Regions from separate parts of the Oryctolagus cuniculus genome. Here region 1 is linked to region 2. The links are chromatin contacts, called in public Hi-C maps. All regions are on one chromosome and are shown on one strand. The core of a region is the stretch at or near the end of the contact, and the rest is flanking DNA. Distances in the headings are between cores, read along the strand shown. Region 1 holds the start of TTLL4 (tubulin tyrosine ligase like 4). Region 2 holds the start of PRKAG3 (protein kinase AMP-activated non-catalytic subunit gamma 3).

Region 1 (7,899 bases), core at 860-3,359, 130 kb after region 2:
TAAACACACACCGGGGCCAGCGCTGTGGAGTAGTAGATTAATGTCCCTGCCTGCAGTGCCAGCATCCCATATGGGCGCCAGTTTGAGTCCCAGCTGCTCCACTTCCAATCCAGCTCTCTGCTATGGCCTGGGAAAGCAGTGGAAGATGGTCCAAGTCCTTGGGCCCCTGCACCTACGTGGAAGACCCAAAAGAAGCTCCTGGCTTCAGCTCCGGCCGTTGCAACCATTTGGGGAGTGAACCAGCAGATGGAAGATACCTCTCTGCCTCTCTGTATCTCTGCCTACCAAATAAATAATAAAGTGTTGTGACTACAGTTTAAAAATAAATAAATGTAACATACACCTAAACTAAATCTCTTAAAAAAAAAAAAAAAAACCTTCATGCAAGTTTTATCTAACTTATCTAAGCTTTTAGTTCTAAAAAAACGCATGATCCAAAGACATGTTACGGTTAACTGACTACTGTGTTCTGAATTCAGAACATCCCAATCAGGACCAAGCTTCACACTGACAGCTACACACATTAGGCAGGGAGAGGGAAGCCTTCTGGGTTTGTGAGGTAGTTAACCAGCAAGGGAGGCTTCCCTGAAATCAGTATTTCCAAAGTATCCCTTATCTTGGCAGTGCGAGAGCTGATGCTCCCCCCACCCCCTTTTCTTCCTAAGGGCAGTTTAGAAGAGGTCACTTGGAAGCTGAGGATCTGGAAATGTACTAATCTAAAGCTACAGGTGCAGGTGCATCCCCAGAAACCTTGGGCCCTGATTACACCGGCTTGAACACCCGTGCTCCAGCAGATGCAGTTCTAACCCAGCAAAGCACACAAGTCCTCCCGTGGTCCTGTCAACTTCCCTCTCCATCTTAGCCATTGGATGGCTCCCTCGGAACCCTGCTTAGCTCTGTCAAACTGTATCCATTTCTCTTACTGTCTTTCCTAGAGTTATTCTGTATCTGCAAGGCCCTCACACCACTTTATTCCCAGAAAGAAAACAACTGATAACTTTTCAAAGCCGGTTCAGACCAATCAGTAAGCAGCTGGGAACGCTCTGGGCACCAAACAGGTGGTTTTTATGCAATGCCTGAGTATTTATTGCAAGAAATGTTAGGGTGGAATGCAACACTGCCCCAAAGGATCTCCCAGATGCTTACTGATTGGCTGAATCCACAGGTGCTGGAAGTTAAACACGACGTGATTGGCAGTATCTGAGAGAAAGCCGGATGCCTCCATAAAGGCAGGGCTAAAATACTTCCTAAACCCAGAACGGGAATGAGCACAAAGTACCCTTCCAAGGAAGTCCAGGTCCAGCACCTCTCCCGGCACACTGCTTGCTCACTGGCTAAAAGCCCCCGCTGGCGTATTAGCTCCGTGAAACACACTTGCCTGGTTGCCAACGAAACCCCGCCCGGCCTCAGCCCCTTTCACAGTACCCGGGCTCATTAAATACCTGCCCACGCTGATTAAAAACTGCTTCCTGCAGACGTGAAGGAATGAATGGAGGGGGCCGGCCCGGTTTCAATCTGCAGCTTAGGAAAGGGTTTCTCCATAGATACTCGGGGTGGGAAGTCAAGAAGTAGGCATCCCCGTTCGGCTCCGAAACCCGAGAGCAGCTAGGGCTCCCGCCCAGGTGGAGTTTCAACCGCAGCGCGGCGGGAAAGCGGCGGCACCGGGCCAGGGCGAGGGGTGCAGCAGGGTGCTTCGGGCACCCAGAGCGTGGCCAACTAAGTTCCCCGGGCGTGGCGGAGTCGGGGGGAGAAGTCCCGGCGGGGGCAGGCCGCGGCCCCTCGCCGCGGAGCTGGGGGGTGGAGAGTTGGCGGGCCGGGAGCGGGACCGGGGTGGGAGCGGTCCCAGAGCCGCGGACCGGCGCCGATGGGCCCGCCGGGCGGAGGGACGGAAAGGGGGTGCCGGGCCGGCGGAGGGGCTGGGGCCGGTGCGGCCAGCTCCGCCGCCACACTCACCTAAGGGATCCAGCTTCGCCTGGGCTCGGCGCCGGCTCCGCGCTCCTCCTCCCTCGGCCTGCAGGGCGAGCTGGCGGCCTCAGGCGCCCCTAGCAACCACGCATCGCCACGCGACCCGCGCACTCAGCCGCCGTCGCCGCTGCCGCCCGCCACGCACTTCGCGCGCCCCCAGCGGACAGACCGAGGCCTGGGCGGGGCGGGGCGGGCGCGAGGCGAGCGCGCGGAATCTCGGGGGTTGTGGGGCCTGGGAGGGTGGGGAGTCATCGGCCGCGAGCACGCGCAGTCCCTTGCGGGCTGTGGGGCTCGGCGAGCGGAATTCTGGGAGATGTAGTCCTGTGGTGAAAGCTCTGAAAGGCTCCGTTCTAGGAATCCAGAATTCTCCCTTCCTACCCTGATTCCACCTAATCCTTGTGGACCTTGCCTTTGGCCGAGCCTCAGTTCGCTCTTCTGCCGAGCTCTATTAAAGAACTTACAGTAAAAGCCTTGAGTTTGAGCCCAGGAAAGGGTGGGGAGCGCGATCCCATCCACTCTGCCTCCCTCCAACCTACCTGGTGGTGCACACCACAACGCCTGCTTTCTTTATGGCTTCAAGTGTGAACGTTAGGAAATACGAACCCCACTCATTATTTCATTGTCTCCCCAAGCAAGACAAATGTGCCCCGGGTCTCCCTTTCCCTAGACCGGATGGATTTGCAGACTTAGAAAGCTGGGGGGAGGAGGGTGGTGGCAGTCGAAGGTAAGACGAACCTGATGAAAACAATCTGGACAGTAAGTCAACAAATGACCTAGACAAGGCATAGTCGGATGTTACACTACAAGTGATTGGGAGGATGTCTTCCATCACGTAGGTAATGCGGCAGATCTGTGTGTTTACATCTAGCACGTGCACTGATGTAAACACGCAGGAAACGTTGTAGAAGGGAATATATTTGGGGCAGTCAAGCCAAGGGGCAAGGTGATCTCAAGACCAAAGCCAGGACCCCAAACAGCCATCAGTTACAATTTTTATAGTTTGCTTAAAAAAAAAATATTTATTTGTTGGAAATTCAGTTAGAGAGACAGGGAGAGACAGAGAGACCTTCCATCCACTAGTTCACTCCCCAGATGGCTGCAATGGCCAGAGTTGGACCAGGCCTCCTATGTAGGTACAAGAGGCCCAAGCACTTGGGCCATCTTCCACTGCTTTCCCAGGCACATTAGCAGGGAGCTGGATTGAAAGCAGAGCAGCCTGGACTCAAACAGGGGCCTATATGGGATACCAGTGCTGCAGGCGGTGGCTTTACCCACTATGCCACAGTGCCAGCTTTATACTTAGCCTTTAGAGAAGTTACACATATTCATTTTGGGGAAGTCCTAGGAAGGGATATGCATATTCAAAAAAGGCATGCATGTCCTCCAAGTTACCATATATGTTCATGTATTTCATGCCAAATTTAGGATGGAGATTTCTCATTCTTATAAGGGAGCTTCAAGCTTTCTATGAAAGAAAGGTGAAAATGAGGACAAGAATCATTGGTTACATCCAAAATCCCTAATTTGGCTTTAGCCAGATTCAGGTCTTTAGTTCTTTTTCCTTTTTTTTTTTTCTTAAGATTTATATATTTGGGGACCAGCGCTGTGATGTACAAGGTTAAGCCTCTGCCTGCAGTGCCAGAATCCCACATGGGTGCTGGTTCAAGTCCTGGCTGCTCCACTCTGATTCAGCTCTCTGCTAATGTGCCTGGGAAAGCAGCAGAGGATGACCCAAGTGCTTGGGCCACTGTACTCATGTGGGAGACCCAGAAGCAGCTCTGAGCTCCTGGCTTAGATCTGGCCCAGCCCCAGGCTGCTGTGGCCATTTGGAGAGTGAACCAGCAAATGGAATAGCTCTTTCTCTCTGTCTCTCTCCCTCACTTCCTAACTGTGCCTTTCAGATAAATAAAATAAATCTTAAACCACAACTGAATGTGAATCTTCTTATCGTTACCCCTCCATTGGTCTTCCCCATTCAGTTCATGGGAATCCCATCCTTCCAGTAGCTTGGGCCAAAACTCTTAGCCATGTCTGACTCCTTTTCTGGTCACACGGTCAGTTAAGAACTGTTAGCTCCATGTTTAAAACATTCAAAATATGGCTTCTTACCACCCCACTGGTACCACCTGAGTCCAAAATACCATTCTCTCTCCCCTCGATTCTACCCACCTTGACCCACAACACATTTGCAAACAGAACGAAGTGTGATCCTTTCAGCACATACAGATCCCGTCACCTCCCTGAGCAAATCCTCCAACAGATCCCTGCTGTATTCAGAGTAAAACCCCACGCCTTCACCCAGGTCTACAAAGTCAACACCTGACCTCGCCATGGCCTTCCTGGCCTCATGTCCTACTACGCTCCCCCTCCTTACCTTACTCCATCCAAGCTGGCTCCTCTTAGCTGCTCAAGTGCACCAGGCACCTCTCCATCTCAGTCCCTCGAAAGCGATCACTTTCTCTGCACACCCATTCCCTCACCTCCTCCAGTCCTTGCTCAATTTCACCTTCCCAAGAGGCCTATCCTGACCAACCCAGCCCTCCTCGACCCCTTTTCACCGCTGTATCTTTCTCCAGAGCTTGTAACACTTTCCTACTTACTATATATAATTCACTTATTTTATTATATTCACTACCTCCCTCCACCAGAATGGAAACTCTTATAACAGACAGGTATTTTTTTTAATCTCCAGTGCCTAGAACAGTATCTGACACATAAGAAAGGATTCATTAAATATATCTTGAGTGCCAGTGTTGTGGTGTAGCGTGGTAAGCTGCTACCTGTGACACAAGCATCCCATGTGGGCACCAGTTCAAGCCCCAGATGCTCCACTTTGGATCCAGCTCCCTGCTAATGTGCCTGGGAAAAGTGGAGAAAGGCCTAAGTACTTGGAATACTGCACCTACGTGGGAGACCTGGAAAAAGCCCCTGGTTCCTGGCTTCAGTCTGACCCAGTCCTGGCTGTTGTGGCCACTTGGGGAGTGAACCAGCAGATGGAAGATTCTTACATATATACATATGTATACATACATACATACATACATTCTTACATATATACATACACACACACACACACACATAGGTATATGTATAGATAGATAGATAGATATAGATATATACCTTGAATTCAGGGTGGATGTTTGGCACAGTAGTTAAGACACCATTTGGATGCCCACATCTCATATCAGAGGACCTGGGTTCAGGTCCTCTCTCCACTTGATTCCAGCTTCCTGGTGTCTGCACCCTGGAAGGCAGCAGGTAACGGCTCAAGTACTTGGATCCTTGCCACCCACATGGGAGACCCAGATGGTTCCCTGTTCCCAGCTACAGCCTGACCCAGTTCATTTGAAAAGTGAACCAGCGGATGGAAGGTATCTCTCTCCACCCCCACCCCTGTCTATAGCTCTGCCTTCCCAATAAATAAAAAGTAGGGGCAATCGTTGTAATGCGACGGGTTAAGCCACTGCTTGGGACACCTACATCCCATATCAGAATGTTGGTTCAAGCCCCAGCACCTCCGCCTCTGATTTAGCTTGATGCTAATGCATCCTCGGAGGCAGGTGGCAGATCAAGTGCTTGGGTCCCTGCCAACCGTGTGGGGGGCACGGATGGAGCTCCAGGCTCCTGGCTTCAGCCTGGCCCAGTCCTGGATCCTGCAGGCATCTGAGGAGGGAATCAACAGATGGAAGAGCTCTCTGTCTCTGTCTCTTTATTTTTGTTGCTCTCCCTTTCAAGTGGATGAAAATAAACATTTTACAAATACGTTGAATTCAAATACTACGTATAGCAGGAAATGATAGTCCCTAGAAAAAAATGTTATTTTTGTAAACACATGGAACAATGAAGGTGAGGACTAAATAAAATCCCTTATCAAAAAAAAAGTGCACCTTATTCATCTTTCATTTGTAAAATAACTAGAACTTGAGGCTGACGCTGAGGCGTAGCAGTTAAAGCTGCCACCTGCAGTGCTGGCGTCCCATATGCGTGCTGGTTCGAGTCCCAGATGCTCCACATCCGATCCAGGTCCTCTGCTATGGCCTGGGAAAGCAGAAGGTGGCCCAAGTGCTTGGGCCCCTGCACCCACATGGGAGACCCGAAAGAAACTCCTGGCTTTTGGCTTCAGACCGGCGCAGCTCTGGCCGTTGTAGCCATCTGGGGAGTGAAGCAGCAGAGAGAAGACCAACCTCCCTCCCTCCCTCTCTCTCTTTCTCTGCCTCTCCCTCTAACTCTACCTTTCAAATAAAATAAGTAAATCTTTTAAAAACATAACTAGAACTCAAGGGAGAACAGAAAGAAGTCTCCCCCACTTAACAGATGAGCGACCAGAGCCTAGACGCTTGTCCTCAGCCATCCAGTGAGTCAAGCTGTAGGCTCTGCAGTGCCAGGGTATTTTCAAATACCTATGGAACATGGAATTGAAAGTTAAGTTTATTTGGGGGCAAAATTTTTTTAAACACATGGATTTTTCATAATATACGTTTTCCATGAACTTTTTGAAGATCCTGCATTTCCAGTTAAGATAATGAATCTAGGTAACAGATCTGCCAAATAACTGTTTTGGTCACATCTCTGTAAACAGCTGTCTTCTCCTATACGTTGAAATTCCTCTAAACGCTTCAAACCAGTCACTCAGCCTAAGGTCTCGAAGCAACCCAATAAACCTCTCTGTTTAATCCCAACCTTCTCCTAGTTCAGCTCTGCGGGCCTTGGCTTAGGAGGAGGTGACCACGTGTAGCTCATTCAGGATGGAGGCAGCTGGCATGCAGGCAAAGCCAGACAGACAGGAGGGTCTTGTGCAAACAGAACCCGTGCTTCCAGGACCACACAGAAGTTAAGGGGCTGAGACTCCCAACTCTTTGCTGTGGGAGCTCCAAGTAGGGTTAAGGCACATTTTTTATTAAAAGAGTTTACAAACACAACTATAAAAAAGATAGACTCCCCACCACCCACCCACAGATGGGAATGTGGGCCAAGGGCTGAAGAATCCCTCAACGACGGGGACTGATGGCATGTATCCCCAGGGCCCAGAGCTGAGACAGGCTCTGTGTGCGTCGCTGTCCTGGGACCAGTGCACCTAAAGCAAAACCTGCTGGGAAGACTACAGGAGCTCCAGAAAGGAAGAGCTGCCTCGGGGGGTGGTCTTTCCCTAAGGCCAGGAGGCGTGTTCCTGGGGCGAAAGGCACATTCCTGGAGGAAGGATCTCTGGACGGAGAGAAGGAAGGAGTCCTCTCTGGCACCAGCAGCAGTGATGTTTACTGGCTGAAATCATCCTGAATCTGAGGGCAGGAAGCAGCTTTATACATAAATCTCTTCTGGTTTGTTGTTCTCAGTTGAGTTGGCAGCTTTATCACTCTTTGTAAGTCTCAAGCTCTTGGCTCAGCAGGTGGCTTGTGTGGTAGAATAAAGGAGACTTGGCAATAACACAGGCCAGTGAAGGTTGGCGGCTGGGCCCAGGGATGCAGGATCACGTGTCGTGGGTCGGCCTCAGGAGCTGAATGAGTTTCCTGCAGTGTCTAGCAGAGGCAGGCCTGGCACTGCTATGTGGCAGCTGATTCCCCAGAGACAGCAAGGCTAATTTGTCGCTGGCACGCAGGGACACCAGCACCTGCAGGACAGAACAGGGCATGAGGCTCCGAAGCAGTGGTGTCTGGGGGAGATGCAGAGAATTCTCATTTAGCCCAGCAATCCCTACTCCAGGAAAGGAAGACAAAGGCAATGGGCTCTTGGGGACTCAGAAGAGAGTGAATGCCAGAAAACACAGCTTGGAGACAGGAATCACTGGGACCAGAGGGGTCTTCCCAATCTCCTTGGCTACAGACAATTAAACCCAGGCACCCGGGGACCTGTACACTTGACCCCAGGAGGAGGTGATAAATGCAGCCGTGACTGACAGATGAGCCGAGGTCTGACTGCCAGCCTCGGACCCAGAACCGT
Region 2 (7,014 bases), core at 154-2,653:
ACGCTAATTGCCTTTCCTTTTTCATGTTGTATTTGAAAGGCAGAAAGAGAGAGATCTTCCATCTGCTGGTTGTTCTCCCCAGTTGCTGATAACAAGCCAGGGCGGGCCAGGCCAAAGCCAGGAACCTGGAACTCAATCCAGGGTCTCCCATGTGAGTCGCGGGGTCTCAAGACTTGACCAACTTCTGCTTCCCGAGGTGCACATTGGCAGAAAGGTGGAATGGGCGAGCAGAGCTGAGACGCAAACCCAGGCAGTCTGATAGGAGATGCGGGCATCCCAAACAGGGTCTTTACTGCTGTATCAAAATGCTCACTCTCCTTTTTCTCTGTCTCTCCCTCTCTCTGTCTGTAACTCTACCTCTCAAATAAATAAATAAGATCTCTAAAAATAATTAATGCTCACCCTTTGAATTGTTTTTCAAATGCCCCCTATATCTTGAGACCTTGCTGTGGCTGAATTCACACCCCACGTCCCCAGAGCCTGTGCAGGTGCCCAGGCCTCTGTTAACTCTGATATCAATGAGAACTCTTTGAGCTGCAGGTGACATACGTCCCAATTCAAACAGCACTAAACGAGAAGATTCTGTGGGTTCCTGAACTGAGAACCCCGGTGGGAGGTCTTCAGGTACAGTGTGACCCAGGACTGCAGTGAATGGCAGGAGGACCCGGTCTTTTTCACCATGGCTCTTTGCCCTCTGTGTTGGCTTCGTCCTCAGGTTGCCCCACTCCGCACGGTAACCCCTAGAATCTCCACACCTACATCCTCACAGCTCCCGTTCCAGTGCGAAGGAGTTCCTGGTAGCAAACATCTCGGGACTTGCCCTGGGTGGACTGATTCTGCCAATGCCCCTCCCCCTCACTGTAACCAGGGGCACTTGCTGTGCTCACTGGCTCAGTCTGAACCAGAGGAATACCTCCTGGAACCCCCCACGGAACTCCTTCCCACAGCACTTGCTCCAAATCGTGGTTCCCTAAAAGGGAAACCTAGGAGCTTCCCCCCAAAGAAGAGTAAAGGGATCCTGGGGGAGCAAATCAACTTCTGCCCATACGACTCCCCACCCCCACCCCAGCCCACAGAACGGAAACCGGTGGAGCAGGGCTCGGGGCAGACAAGACTGCATTAACCGGCTGTGGGTTCTGTCCAGGTCCTGGAGACGCTGGCCCCGGCGCAGCTCTGCGCAGCCGCGCACAGACAGGGCGGGAGCCGAGGCATCTGGGTGACAGACAGGAAGACTTGCGCTCGCCGCCTCCCAGCTTCTCTGGCACGCGAGACTTCGCTTATGATTTATCAGCTATGGGTCCCCTCCAGGCGGCTCCCTTGGCCTCTGCAAGCTGTTTTTCTCCGTCTGATATAAAAATAACACCTAAACAGGATCCCCAACTCGATGTCCCAGGCAAATCAGCTCCCCGGAGGCGGCAGCCAATCCCGCCGTGGGGTCAGGATGCAGGGCCCCGATTACACAGCCTTCAGGAAATACGATCGCACGGCCACAGGCGAAAATCAATCACCCACGGAGGATTGGTTACCCGGCTGTGGCCAGTTGCGTCTGTTGATTCTTGCCTTGCCAAAGGGGCTGGGTGGGGGCCCGGCTGGCGGCGAGAGCAGGAGGGGAATTCCAAGAATCAAAGGACAACACAGGGCAGGGCCGGAACTGGAAAATCGGGGCGCGCGGGGCGGGGGGGGGGGGTCTCAGTGTAGAGCAGCGCCACTGTCAGCCCCCAGCCCAAGTCCTTCCAGACCCTGAACTTGAGGACAACCTACGCGGCTGGAGGTGTAGCAACACTGGAAGCAGGTGGCCAGGTAATAATAATAGTAACCACTTACTGAGCACATATATTTTTTGCATGATCTGTGCTTTCCATAAAGCCGAGCGGTTAAGTTGTGGGCACCAGGCAGTCCAGGCAGCCCGGGGTTAATGCTTGCTCCATCTCCCTAGCTTTGAGATTTTGATCAAATTACTTACTCTATTTATGCCTCGGTCTTCTCATCTGTATCACTGCAGTAAGAAAAATATTTACGTCCTAGGGTTGCAAGGGATCGAGTGGGGTATCGCATGGAACGTGGTGTGCACGGCGTCTACTCAATGCCACGTGCTGCATAGACACGAAGGGTCTTCATTTGCACAGCGCAAAGTGGATGTGTGAATGAAGAGAGGCTAGATGAGACAGAGGCTGATTTTTTTTTTTAAGATTTATTTATGTATTTGAAAGAGTTACACAGAGAGAGGAGGAGAGGTAGAGAGAAAGAGAGAGGTCTTCCATCTGCTGCTTCACTCCCCAGTTGGCCACAATGGCCAGAGCTGTGCCAATCCGAAGCCAGGAGCCAGGAGCTTCTTCCAGGTCTCCCACACGAGTGCAGGGGTCCAAGGACTTGGGCCATCTTCTACTGCTTTCCCAGGCCACAGCAGAGAGCTGGATCGGAGTGGAGCAGCTGGGACTCGAACTGGCACCCATATGGGATGCCGGCACTGCAGGAGACAGCTTTACCCGCTATGCCACAGCACCAGTCCCAGAGGTTGATTTCCCTTAGCAATACAGGCTAGGTGGGCAAAGCAGAGTGGGAGTAGGGGAGTGCTAGGGTTTGTAAGTTCTTATGTCAAAAGCTTGTCCCCAAAGCCACAGAGTTGGGAGATGGGTCCTTGCAGAGGTGACGTGGTACGGGTGTCTGCCTTCACAAATGGATCCAAGTAACCATGACGGAGCAGGTCCTTATCACGGGAAATGGGTTCATTGTCGTGAGAGTGGGTTGATTACACACGAGAACTCGAGACATGGGGCAGTCAGCCTGCCTTTAAGTCGTCCACATCCTGCAATGCAGTGCCCGGGTTCGAGTCCCAGCCCCGGATCCTGACTCCAGCTTCCTGCTAATGCAGACCTGGGAGGCACTGGTGGTTGCTCAAGTAGTTGGGTTCCTGCCACCCACGTGGGAGACCCAGCTTGAGTTCCTGGCCCCCAGCTTCCGCCCCCAACCTGGCCATGGTGGTCTTTCTGTGTCTCTCTGTGGCTGTTTCCATCCCTGCCTCTCAAATTTTGGAAAAAAAAAATTTAAGGTTTATTTATTTTCCAATTCACTGGTTCACTCCCCAAATGGCCCAACAAATGGGCCAGGCCGAAGCCAGGAGTCTGGACCTCCATCCAGGTCTTCCGCATGGGTACAGGGACCCAAACACTTGGACCATCCTCTGCTGCTTTCCCAGGGGCGTTCAGAGGGAGCTGGACTGGAGGTGGAGCACACGGGACGCTGGCGTCTGGTGTCGCAGGTGGCGGCTTAACCTGCTGTGCCACCGCACTGACCCCTAAACCACCTCTTCTAACCGAGCCCCGTGCCTCCAGCTTGTAGGACTTGGCTGGCCGAACCAGGCAGCAGCCAGCACACACCAACGGCCTGCGGCTCTCCGGCCAGTTTCCGTGAGTGCTGTGTTCCTGAAACAAAGCAACACTCGCTTCTTACTCCCCGCTCTCTGCTCTCCAGTCTCTAAAGCAGGGTCACTGTTTCAGGCTCTCCATGTAGCACCACTTCAGATGCGGCATCCTGCATGTGTTAGGAGATGGGTGTGACTGCCGAACCAAAGGCGCGGTTTAAAGATGTCTTCGAGAAGAAAACTTCTCACTGCAGGCATGGAGAGCCAAGGCACTGTGGCAACAAAGGACCTACACGAAAGATCTCTGCGAGTGGGATCCTAGCAGAAAGAATGGGCCATCAAAGGAGGAGGTGCCTTTCTCTGAAGGGAGAACTTCCACTTTGACTATGACCTTGTCTAAATAAGGTCGGAGCTTGTGAACTCAAGAGGCTTCCACAGCCTTGGCAGCTCATGACAAGAGCCTCGGGTGATTACTGATGCCATAAACAAGAGTGTCAATTGTTAAATCAACAACAGGAGTCACTGTGTACCTGCTCCCCGTGTAGGATCTCTGTCCTTAGTGTGTTGTACTATGAGAATTAACAGTAAAACTAGACTTCAAACAGTACTCTATACTTTGTGTGTCTGTGTGGGTGCGATCTGTTGAAATCTTTACTTAGTATAGAGCTGTTCTTCTGTATATAAAGATAATTAAAAATGGACCTTAATGAAGAATGGGATTGGAGAGGGAGTAGGAGGTGGGACAGTTTGGGGGTGGGAGGGTGGTTATGGGGAGAAGAACTCCTATATTCCAAAAGCTGTACCTGTGAGATGTATATTTATTAAGTAAAAGCTTTCTGTAAACACAGAAGAAAGCTGATTTGTCTTTTACATAATAGTCTGTAGACTGTAAAGCTGGGAGACTGACTCAGGAACCCTTCACAAATGTTTTCCAACTTGCGTACAAGGTAGATGCCTTAGCTCCTGCCATCACATTCGCATTCCAACCACCAGAAAGGGAAAAGGGAGAGGGTAACTCATGCCTCTTTTGCTTCAGGCCTGACCTGGAAATTGCTTCCACCCCTTCTACTCACATCACATAGGCCACACTTGGCTGCACGAGCACGTTTTGCTGCAAGGCAGGTTGGGGAGCTAAGTCTTTTTATGGGGAATGATTCCAGCTAAAAGTCACACAATTCTGTTACTAAAGGAAGCAAAGAAAAACGGCATTGGAGGGCGACTGGCAGTCTCCCTCACGGAATGTCTGCAACCTCATAACGTGCTCCAGGAAACAGGCTCAGAGAAAACAAACACTTTCCAAGGCTGTGTGGCAAGCACACAGGGAAACTGCTTCCACTGGGTCTGTCTGCTCTCAAGTCTGGCTTTTCATCACAGCTAGTCAACATATTCTGGCCACATAAATGCTGCCTGGCTCTCCACAGAGATGGGCACTATCAGTGCAGTTGGAGAGATGCAATCCGGGAAGACTTCCTGAAAGAGGAGGGCCTGCTACTGGCCCTGCAGCGTGGAGCAGAGAGAATGGAATACAGCAGGGAAAGGCAATTGTGTGCACCACGCCTGTTCTGTATCTGGTTGGCTATGGAGGGGGCCCAGGGCCTAAGGGGGCGGGCTGGGAGCTGGGAGTGGGGGCTTTCCAGGTCCTCTCCATCATGACCCCCAGGGTGGTCCCCTGGCCTTCCCACTGTCTGATCTGTCCCCACGAACTCTGCTTTGGAAGTTCCATCATCCGGGGCCAGACAGGGACAGGCCACAGAGATCCTATCCCAGCCGCAACAGGCATGAGAAGGCACAGTGCCCTCCTTCTCCGTTCTCCTCCACGCCCCACCCTGGCCCCCAGGCAGCCCAGGCGCATTGAGGGATGATGGGAAATCTGCTCAATACATTCAGCAAGAACCCGGCGAAACCTGGCTGGGGTGGCAGGAGCTGGAAGGAGGCGAGGAGGGGAGGGGCGGGGCAGCGGAGCCAGAGCAGCTGGGTCAGCAGTCCCCATTTGGACACTGACTCAGGCCCCAGGAATGCCAAGGAAGGGGGCGGGCAGCCACCAGAGCCAGGCTGGGATCCCACTGGCACCAGGGGATGTAGGAGCCATCCGCCCAGGCCGCTGGGGGCTGGGGCTCCTGCACAGCTGGGCACGCCTCCCAGCCACAGAGACACAGGTGCCTCTTCCACTGTGGACAGGTGCAGGCCCAGAGCCCCCTCCCCCTCCCCCCCCGCCGCCAGCTCTCCACCTCCGAGACAGGGACACACTCTCGGGATGCCAATGGAGACACTGCCGGCTCTCCCAGCCCCACCCTCCCAGCCCCCGTCTGGCCTTGTCTCCAGTTGTCCCTGCAATTGTCCTAACTTCAGCACCAGCCTGGTTGAACCACACACAGGGGAGCAAATGGAACTCAACCACCTCCACTTCCCCGCCCGCCCCAGCGAAGGTGGGAGAGGGCCTCCTCCCAGCGCCCACAACCCCACAGCACGCCAAGCCACCTCCCTCCACAGCAGGGTCTCTCTAGCAGGCTCTCTGCGAGGGGCAGGCATCAATCAGGATTCCCAGGTGCACCCCTTCCCTCCGCACCCGCCCACCCTGTAGGCTGCGGAGCTGCAGCAGCTGAGTGGGGCTGACACCTCCCTCCCCGCGGCCGGACACCCAATCAGAGAGAACCCGATCCGGGCCGGGCTGAGGGCCAGGAGCCAGGCCCAGAATAGTACCGCCCAGCCACAGTGCCGCGCACTCGCTCTCCGTGCTCGGGGCTGGCCGCATGGAGCCGGAGCTGGAGCCCGCTCTGCGCAGGGTACGGGGTCCCAGGGGTTCCACGGTGGGCGCCTGTGCGTGCGGCCGCCCCTGTGTGTCTGGCCTGGCTTTTCTCTGTGTGTGTGTGTGTGCGTGCGCAGGCCAGGAGGTGCCTGGTGGCTCTGCCAGGGTCCAGGAGTGGCCGGATGTGTGTGTCTGTGTGTTCCATGGCCTCTGGCTGTGCGTGTGTGGCTGCGTGTGCTTGTGCAGGGGGCGGGGGGTGTGAGGACCTCCTCACCCCTCAGACACTGGTTTTTCTCACAGATCCCATCCTGGAGCAGCCTCGGGGGCCCTGAGCCTCAAGGTGGGTGGACTTCGTCCTTTCCCGGGCCCCTTCTGCCACATCCTTTGTCCCCCACCTTTCTGGGATGCAACACCCAGCCCCACCGCAACTGGATTTTGTCTTTCTCTCCTTCCCCTTCTTTCTCCTCGGTACTGCTTCCTCCTGTCCCCAGGCAAGAGCCTCTCCACTTCTCGTCCCTCTTTTCAGAACAGCAGGGGCATCGGATAGCTGAAGACTTGGAGCTCAGTGCCGACTCTGCCTCTTCTTAGCTGTGTGACTTGTAGCAATTCGCTCCACCTCTCTGAACCCCTGGCCCTCACTAGTACAACAGGGATGATGATAATGCCTCCCTTAGCAGGCTATACTGAGTCTTGAAATACGTTGGCGACGAGCTCTCTGGAAGCTTGCAAGTGCTCAGTGTTGTCGCTGGTAGCCTTTGATTGATTGATTGATCGGGTTGTATTAATCAACAGACCCATTTCCCTTTCCAGAAATCAGCTTTCTAGAAGAGAGAGACGGTGACTCATGGCCGTCGCCAGCCGTGACCACCAGCTCAGAAAGACTCTGCGGGAAACGGGGCACGAAGGC

What was found. A called contact is a pair of places that touch in the nucleus more often than the background predicts.
Region 1: a Hi-C map of psoas muscle shows a contact between it and region 2, with 4 times the contacts expected there. The contact joins the promoter of TTLL4 here to the enhancer-like site in region 2. A contact is called at or near these places in 2 of 6 Hi-C or Micro-C datasets (ear pinna and psoas muscle).

What each region holds. Positions count from the first base shown.
Region 1 is chr3:20,737,328-20,745,226 of mOryCun1.1, forward strand. It overlaps TTLL4 (tubulin tyrosine ligase like 4), which reads right to left and starts at 2,110. Exons shown (of 20, transcript XM_017343131.3): 1 at 1,954-2,110. It overlaps STK36 (serine/threonine kinase 36), which reads right to left. Exons shown (of 27, transcript XM_017343126.3): 27 at 6,841-7,570. The coding sequence ends at 7,430.
Region 2 is chr3:20,607,863-20,614,876 of mOryCun1.1, forward strand. It overlaps PRKAG3 (protein kinase AMP-activated non-catalytic subunit gamma 3), which reads left to right and starts at 6,063. Exons shown (of 14, transcript XM_002712482.4): 1 at 6,063-6,144; 2 at 6,408-6,447; 3 at 6,918-7,014. The coding sequence starts at 6,112. Within about 2 kb of position 1,404, at least 2 of the 8 cell types and tissues checked have an H3K27ac peak or open chromatin away from gene starts, as enhancers often do. A contact at or near this core is called in ear pinna, where this site is marked.